2 separate regions of the Sus scrofa genome follow, and region 2 is linked to region 1. The links are chromatin contacts, called in public Hi-C maps. All regions are on one chromosome and are shown on one strand. The core of a region is the stretch at or near the end of the contact, and the rest is flanking DNA. Distances in the headings are between cores, read along the strand shown.

Region 1 (4,690 bases), core at 95-2,594:
TTTACAGTCCTTAGTCAAGGGTTGTACTATCCCCGCCATTTTCTATATCCTTGCTGATTTTCAGACTTTAAGGAATTCTTTGGTACACAAGATTGGGGATCCCTAAACCTGGCAATTCCAATTTGGACAGCATAATAAAAAATAAAGCAGAAGATATCACCTAAATTACCTGGTGGATATTTCCTTCTTTCACATCCATGTCCTAAGCTTTAGAAATGACGAGAGATTTCTTAGGTTTTGATTTGTCCAAGTTACGTATCTGTAACCAGATTGAAGAATCACATTTTGTTATAAATTAAGGGTATATACTTGCAGTTGTGTTTGAATAGAATCTTTTTCTTAATGTGTTTCTAGAAGTCCTTGGACGAATAATTTAAATATTTATTTTGGGGGTTTTAAAGGTCTATCACATGATAAATATCCCCAGATTAAAATTTAAAAAATTTTTCTTTACCTGGTTCCTAGAACTGGATTGTCCATGACGGATAGTACTAGAATGAGGCCTCTTTGGAGTTTTTGAAGATTCCTGACATAATTCTCTTTTAGACCTGTGGGGTATTCTGCTTACTATTAATTGGTGGTTACTTACATCATCTTCTTTAGTTTGATCAACTGCTTGTTGATGTAGCAGTTGGGGATCTTCTGTTTCTGTGTCTGATTCAAAAATGTATGGTTGCCTTTTCACTTTTAGTGAATTGTGGCCTTTCCTTAAGATTTGTGTTTTATATTTGCTTGTCAAATTTTCTTTCCCAGTTGCTTGGAAGTCAACAGCACTTTTTATTACACCTAAATTATTATTTGACACCTGAAATACTGAACTATTAGATAGTTGTTTACTTTCATTTAAACTCACAGGCAATGATTTTACACTAGAAGCATAGGACTCAGTGTTTTCATAGGACTCAGTGTTTTTTTCTTGCAGAGATCTAGAAGTCTTTGGATTTACATTTCTAGCAGTCATCTGAATGCTGCGATTACATCTTTTTTTTATAACTGGATCTAAATTCAGTTTGTCATCCTGGATCACACTAGTTTTGAGTGAAAACAACTTAGGTTCTATAACAATATGCTGTTTTCTTTTCAGGTTCTCGGGTTTTAAGATATTTTTGTTCATTTGTATTGGTTGATTTTTGAAAACTGGTATGAATTTAGGAGCAATATTATGTTGGGAGCCAACATTTATGTCTTGCATTGGAGTATTTCCTCTGTTGAGCTTTGGTACTTCCAAATGTACTTGTGCTGCCTTGTCAGACAGGGATTTCTTTCTGTTTTGAACAGATTCTCGCTGGAGGTGCAAAGCTGAGGACACGCAGGGCTTTGGCTGGCTGACTGAAAGCTCCACCTTGTGGTGCATGGCTACTGAACACTGTAGAAGACTTTGAGCTGGGGGGGATCTTATGGAAGGTGCCTGAGCCAGAGAGGACCTGAACTTTTGTTTAGTGGTTAGATTGGGCGGCCTGACTTTGTTTTCCTGAAAGGATAAAGGTTAGAAATTTAGAAAATGCAATAATGTCCTTAATGGAAAAGCAATGATATAAAATACCATCAGAATAAGAATATAAAGTAACACTATAATATATACAACAGGTAAAGAAAAACAAAAACCAAATGAGCTTTATTGAGGACTTGTGAATTTTTTTTTTTCTTTTTGCCTTTTGTCTTTTTAGGGCTGCACTCGAGGCATATGGATGTTCCCAGGCTAGGGGTCTAATCAGAGCTGTAGTGGCCAGCCTACATCATAGCCACAGCCACGCCAGATCCGAGCCACATCTGTGACCCACACCACAGCTCACAGCAACGCCGGATCCTCAACCCACTGAATAAGGCCAGGGATCGAACCGGCAACCTCAGTGTTCCTAGCCTGATTCGTCTCCTGCTGAGCCACGATGGGAACTCCAGGACATGTGACTATTTCTTATGATCTGTATCCTTCTTCGGACATCATCCTTTTAATATTTTAGGATGAAGTTGTATTCCAAATTCTATATAAATCAACTATAAAAACTTTACACTTAACTACTATCATTATCTTCCAAATGTGCGCATGTTGCTGTCTCCCTCAGAAGTCTTTTCCTCTTCTCCCCATTTTTTCCCCTCTCAGCTTCCCAGTTAGTATTTATCACAAAAAAAAAAAAAAAAAATAGGACAAGGTAGCACTATTAGTGTGTAAGTTCAACCTCCCTAGGTAGACACTAGATTTTTTGAAGGTAGGAACCATGAGTTACTTATCCTTACATCCTTCACATTCTTAAATCCTTCACACAGTTACTAACAAAATACTTATTCAAAGAGAGTATAATGGAAAGGTGATTGTAACTATACTAGGCCTTTCGGAATAAGTAGGATTTTGACACTATAGCAGTGACTATGTCTTAATCATTTTGTATTCTCATTGCCTACCAAAGTGCCTGGTACCTGGCAGCAATTTAGCAAGTATTTGTCAAGTTGACTTGTCAGATACATCAAAGAGAAACAAGCGTTTGTAGTCTTTTTTAAAATTTTTGGTAAAAACATATAAAGCATAAATGTATCTTTTTATCCATTTTTAAGCTTACAATTTAGTGGCATTAAGTACAATGCCCATTGTACTGTTGTTGTGTAACCATCACCACTATCTATTTCCAAAACTTTTTCTTTATCCTAATAGAAACTTTGTAGTCTTTAAGCAATAACTCCATTTTTTTCTCCTCATAGCTCTGGTAAACTCTATACTACTTTCGTCTCTATGATTTTGCCCACTCTAAGTACTCCATATAAGTGGAATCACAATATTTATCCTTTTCATTTAGCTTTTCAAGGCTTATCCATGTTGTAGCATTTGTCAGAATTTCTTTTATTTTTATGGCTGAATGACATTCCATTGTATGTGTGTGCCATACTTATCTATTCATCTGTTGCTGGGACGCATTTATAGTCCTTTAAAATACAGTTAATACTATTAAGTCTTAGTGTCTGTAAAAGAGTGACCTGTGACAATAACTTGAAACACTGAACACAGATTCTTTCCTCATACTCCAACATAAAAAACACACAGATTCACAACTTGAAACCTGCTAACAGCGTAGCTCTGGAGAGACTGAGGGGATGGAATTCTTCTTCTTAAGACTATATCCACACAACTATAGATGTGATAAATTCATTTGAGTAATAAAAAAAAATTAAAAAAAAAGACTATATGCACAAGGGAGCTAGAAGAAAATCTTGCACACCATCTGTGTCAAGATACCATATGAGACCAGCAATCTTAGACCAATCTGGGTCAAGAAGTTAATGCCTCCCTTCTCCCCTCCATTGCTCAGCTGTGACTCTGTAATGGATGTGATGGATACGGTGGACTGGTGTTCAACATTCCTTCCCACCTTCCTTCTAGCATTCCTTCTAGAGCCCAGAAATCTAGAATGAACGTTTCCTCCTTTGCTCCTAGGGTTCAGTATGTGATTTAAGATCACCCAATCAGGTGCACTCATATAATATTTTGAAGGAAGAAGTAAAGTAAAGTACAGCCATATTCTAAGTTTCTTAGGAAAAGTTTACTTATGAATGCTTTGGTTTTTCTGTTGGAGAGTTAGCTGAAGCCTAAAAGTGTCTACTCACCAGCTTTGTAGGTATCTGGAAACAGAGCTTAGGGCCCTCATTCTCTTGATGTGTACCATATTAGGTAAACACACCAGATGCACTTTACCACACACCACTGCCCTTACCATACACAGGCTTTCCCCTGCAGATAGATACTATTATGGGGAGAATGATTCCTAAATTTGAATGAAATACCACATCAAAAAGATGTTTTGTCAGAACTGACGGAATCATCTTAAAGATTCTAGATTGATTTTTTTTCCATTTGAAGAAAAAAACAGTTCAAGAATTAAGTTGAAATCAACTACAGAAAATCAAAGAACAGCCATTTTTGGACTATTTGGTTTCAGAAACCATAGAAACTTTTAAACAACATACCCACTCCTTGAGATACCAAAAGAAAAACTCATTCTAGGCAGATTCATATCAGAAAAGATTACTTGTATTTTGACTTAAAAATTATCTAGAATATGTGTCTGAAATGTGTTTATATTACACCCTCTTCCATATTTATCTGTCTCTCAGGAATATGCATCTGATGGAAATAATTTCCAAGAGCTTGTTTTGCCCCCTAGCCTGTCAATATATTATTTACTCATTCTTTCAATTTCTAAAATATAGTAAATAGCCCAAAGGGGGAAACCTCTAGGTTTACATTCAAAATTTTTAAAAAGACTACAACAAGGGCCTATGTAAACAGCAGATGAAATCATAAATAATTCACAGAACTTAAAATACTTAACTGGCCAACAAACCAAAGCTTTGTGAAGTCATAACCTAACAAAAAGCATATGTTCACCATATTATTATCATTGTTCTACCAGATGTCACTAGCAAATGAGGCTTAGTTGAGTTTTAATTTCTAGAACTTTACATACGCTTTATATAACTTTGTACATTAACATAAAATTATAGAGGAAAACCAAAAGCTTTGATCTATTATAATCTATTATTTAGATATGAATGGATATCTAATGGATGCCTAGAATTAAGGAAATGATTACATGAAGCTTGACGATTGACCATAATAATGGGTCAAATGTGTTTTATCTATTAAATAGATTAATTTTAATTAGATTAAATTGATCAAATGCATTTTATCTGTTTCTATGCC
Region 2 (4,363 bases), core at 526-3,025, 130 kb after region 1:
AAATTCAAAACTAAAGAAAACATAATCCCAGGAACAAAGAGCCCATTTTTAGAGGCAGAAGGATACTATGTTTAACCTTGGAATGCAGCATCTAAAAATCTCTCTCTTATCTCTTGGACCTCTAGCTCCATCACTGAGGTTTTACCCTCTGGCAGCCCTGAGCATTTTCTTCATTAACATGCCCATCAAATGTTAGACAGTCATCCTCAGGCTTCATGAACTTGTTCACGTGGGCGAGCTAAGCTGAGCTTTCTTCAGGAGAAGTTTCTCTGTGTCAACAGAACAGGCTAGTGATATAAATACAATTTCAACTGTGTTTCTAAACACTGAAGCCATGGCTAGAATGCTTTCAAGTGCCCTCAAGTATGCCAGAAGCATAGTTTATGTGTCACTTGCTGGTCATTCCTGTGCATTCATCAGCTCAAGTCCCTAAGTGTGGGAAGTGTGCCCTGATTGCAGTTATTATCTATAACTGTTAGGACCCACATTGGATGTGCACTTACATTTATTATTCTCAGACTTTGTATTACTTCACATTGCCTTTTCCCAACCCCTCGCCTTTGATGTTCTCCAGACTCCTCTTTGGCAACCTGCGTGTTATCTGAGTTCAAAGGTCTGCTGACATTTCCACCTCAACCCTCCTGGCCATTCAGAAACCAGATCCTGTTGATTGTACTCCTCGAACTCATCCTCTCTTGGTGGCAAATCTCCACGATGGCCCCAGCCGAGCCCCTGCCATTCTCCTGGACCTTTGCTGCTGTGTCCACTGCCTCCTCCTGACCCAGCTGGAAGGGCGGCCTCACGTTTCCCCTTTATGCAGCTGTGTACAAGGGACACAAAAATGACAACATGTGGATCTCACCTTTAAGGAGCTTCCAGTTTCAGCTCATCCTCTGTGTCATGGCCAGAGAGACCCTTTCCTGCCCACCCACACACAACATATGGCACCTGGGCCTCCCTTCTGTCCACACTCTCCACTCGGGTAGACTCTCCGGCTCCATCTAAGCACCTACAGTGGTGTTTGCAGGTCTCTAGCATCCACTTCCTGCCAGGCCGAGCCAGTCACTGTGGCCAGGTCAGCTCCCTCAGCTGAGCCACCTGGGCCACAGCCCAACCCCCAGGCCACAGCCCAACCCCCAGGCCTCTGGGCCCCACAGCTGCGCTGAGTTCAGGGTGGGGTGGGGGAGGTGGCCCTTTGTGTCTGCAGCTTGTGCACCACTGCTATCTGAGCTCTGGAGCTGCCTGCTTATCTAAGTGAACGTATCCCCAGGCCCTGCTCCCCAGGCCCAGAGGTGGCTCACAGAGCTGGACTGTGTCCTCACGCTGGCCTTCCTTTGGGGTGCCCTCAGTCAGTGTGTCCTGTCCTTTCTCACCTTAGGTCCCTCTTGTGCTTAGTGTCCGCAAATACCTCCTATTCTGGTCACGTGCTTCCTGCCTGGAGACTTAGCCGCAACTGCTACCCCAGGAAGATCTCTCCAGGAGCCTGAACCACCAGTTCTGGAGGACCCCTGCCCCAGCTGTGTGTCTCTCACCCCAGCTGTGTGTCCCCTGTATGGCTTTGTCAGTGTTTCCACTGCTCTTCTCTCCCTCTGCCTACAAACCCTCATTGGCCCAGGATTGGGAGTTGGGGGAGGTACCCCCACTGCTCTGACCAATTGAGCCACAATCGGTCAGATGTGGTTTTCCAGATGGGTCTCTGCACCCAGGTGACTCTGCCCTGGGTTTACTGTCCTGGGAGCTCCCAGGTCAGAGCGGCTGAACCAAGGCCTCTGGGCTCAGAAGTCCCATGTCTGCTCTCTGATCTGAGCTGGCTTGGGGCCCAGGGCAGGGGGACGAAGGGCAGCATCCTGACTTTTGGACTAGCAAACATTTCATTTAATGATTCTGTCACCTCCTTGTTGTGCCAAAGAGAAGAGAAGACATGTCTCCTTCACCACACAGGACACATACCATGACACCAGCCTGACCGGATCCCTCTGGCTTCTTAAAGCAGGAGCAGAGGGAGGGTCCCCGTCAGACTACATGGCATGGCTTTTGGAGAAAATATATTTTGTTTTTGCCTTTTCTAAAATTAAAAATAACTTTTAAAGGGTTTCACAAAGTGAAGTTTCTTACAGTGTTTGATAGGTTCCTTTAGCTCTCTAGTGCGGTCAGGTCTTGGGATGACCCTGGTTTTTCATTTGTTTGTTTTCTGTAATAAATTCCAATGGTGAACAAATCTCTTGAGAGAGTGTGGGGGTGATTTTGGAATCCCTAACTCTCAAGCAATAAACACAAGAAAATCACCCCTAACTCTCAAGTAATAAACACAACAATAGTGTACAGGTTGCCTCACTCCGAACAAGAAATGGCCTGCTGTTTTATATCGGGTCATAGTTCACACTCCCACTGTGAATTTTTTACTATTCTAAGTCATCTATTTCTTTCTTCTTTCTTTCTTTCTTTCTTTCTTTTCTTTCTTTCTTTCTTTCTTTCTTACTATTCTAAGTCATCTCTTCTTTCTCTCTCTCTCTCTCTCTTTCTTTCCTTTTCTTTTCTTTTCTTTTTTTGGCTTCTTAGGGCCACACTGGGGCATATAGAGGTTCCCAGGCTAGGGGTCCAATTGGAGCTACAGCTGCCGGCCTACACCACAGCCACAGCCACGCCATATCGGAGACGCATCTGTGACCTACACTGGAGGTGTAGGCAATGCCGGATCCTTAACCCCCGGAGCAAAGCCAGGGATCGAACCCGCAACCTCATGGTTCCTAGTAGGATTCGTTTCCGCTGTGCCACGATGGGAACTCCTCATCTATTCTTTTTTTTTTTTTTGTCTTTTTGCTATTTCTTGGGCTGCTCCAGCGGCTATGGAGGTTCCCAGGCTAGGGGTCGAATGGGAGATGTAGCCACCGGCCTATGCCAGAGCCACAGCAACGTGGGATCCGAGCCGCGTCTGCAACCTACACCACAGCTCACGGCAACGCCGGATCGTCAACCCACTGAGCAAGGGCAGGGATCGAACCCACAACCTCATGGTTCCTAGTCGGATTCGTTAACCACTGCACCACGACGGGAACTCCTCATCTATTCTTGAAGACAAGGATTAACTCTTGCTCAGCTTAGTGGCCTCAATGTCCAGCACAGACTTTTACAGAATACACGCTGCAGCGTTTAAATATCTGCTGAATTCATGGAAGCTGTGTGAATAACTTTGTACTTTAAATTTAATTGGATTTCCTAGGGGATCTTGCGATTGAAATGAATACTATATATAGAATGAATACTAAAGAGACCAAATCTTTAAAAGACTATGTAAAGAAACAATTGCCTTAACAGAATGCCTTTATAGGGTTAAGTACCAATTTACTGAATTTCATGAACTGAAATTCATTTTAGCGGGTGTCCGTGGCCCTCTGGTGGCCGCAAAGGGTCAAAGCATCCGTTCTGGTCTCAGGAAACCTCCCTTAAGATGACTGATCAGAGAGAAGTGGGGCAGAACAGAACCCAGGAAGCCAAAATTTTCCAGCAGCAAAGGTGTGATCTACTTCAACAGGAGCTTGGCCTTTTATGGGACTCCCTGTTACCCTCCCTCTGTTTAAAAAACTAAGAAACAAAGACCCTAAAGTCTTAGGTGCCTGGGAAGCAAAAGCTAGAGTAACCTCTTTTGAGCAAATAGAATTCTGAGCATATTGGTGCCACTTCCTGAAAGTTAAACACAGCCCAATACAGAGGGAAGTGAGTCCTGTCTTCTCTACCTGCTTTTCTCACGTCTGCGCTGGGCCGACTGGAAAGATAAGGGTAACAGTCATTGCGCTGTATGTTTCAGAATATTATAGACGGACAGCTTTGTTTCCATTTCCCAATTTCCATTATGTGAAATTGCTCTTTTTAAGCGGTTAATCATTCTGGATCTGGGAAAGCTGTCAGTGTACTTGTGTTCACAAAGGGCAATCAGCAGTGTGTTCCTTTCCCTTAGGGCCCAGGGAGGAGGTGAGGAGGGGGAGGCCCTTACCTACAGCACACACTTTTGGGGATATGTGTGCCACAAACGCAGTAATCAAGATAACATTTTAATGAAATATTTTGAAACTCAAAATTAATGCAAAATACCCATGACAAATAAAATGTCAATGTGTTAGGTAAAGACAGGGACAGTAGAACTGATTTTTCTTTCCCTGTCAGCCTCCAGTGCGGCTCGGCTAGGCACTGCTTTCTCATTGCTGGCTTTTGTTAAGAAGCAATGTCTTCGAGTGGCTGAGGGCCCACCTCTGAAGCTGAGACACCTGGGTTTCACCAGATGCTGCTACTTACTAGCCGCATGACATTGGGCGAAGCTCATCAGGTGGGAACTTAAGCGTGAAGAATCCTTGCAGGCTGGGTGGGA

Evidence for each region. A called contact is a pair of places that touch in the nucleus more often than the background predicts.
Region 2: a contact with region 1 is called in a Hi-C map of fetal liver, with 2.1 times the contacts expected there. The contact joins two enhancer-like sites. A contact is called at or near these places in 1 of 5 promoter capture datasets (fetal liver), 21 of 47 Hi-C or Micro-C datasets (adipocytes, alveolar macrophages, brain and 13 more) and 2 of 2 datasets of contacts at active chromatin or transcription factors (alveolar macrophages and skeletal muscle).

The regions. Positions count from the first base shown.
Region 1 is chr1:149,687,462-149,692,151 of Sscrofa11.1, forward strand. It overlaps C1H18orf63, which reads right to left. Exons shown (of 15, transcript XM_013993265.2): 13 at 455-1,471; 14 at 170-259. The coding sequence ends at 203. Among named protein-coding and RNA genes, the nearest start is that of C1H18orf63, 36 kb to the right of the region's middle. Within about 2 kb of position 1,345, at least 3 of the 83 cell types and tissues checked have an H3K27ac peak or open chromatin away from gene starts, as enhancers often do. A contact at or near this core is called in fetal liver, where this site is marked.
Region 2 is chr1:149,819,841-149,824,203 of Sscrofa11.1, forward strand. No RefSeq gene overlaps it. Among named protein-coding and RNA genes, the nearest start is that of TIMM21, 34 kb to the right of the region's middle. Within about 2 kb of position 1,776, at least 19 of the 83 cell types and tissues checked have an H3K27ac peak or open chromatin away from gene starts, as enhancers often do. A contact at or near this core is called in fetal liver, where this site is marked.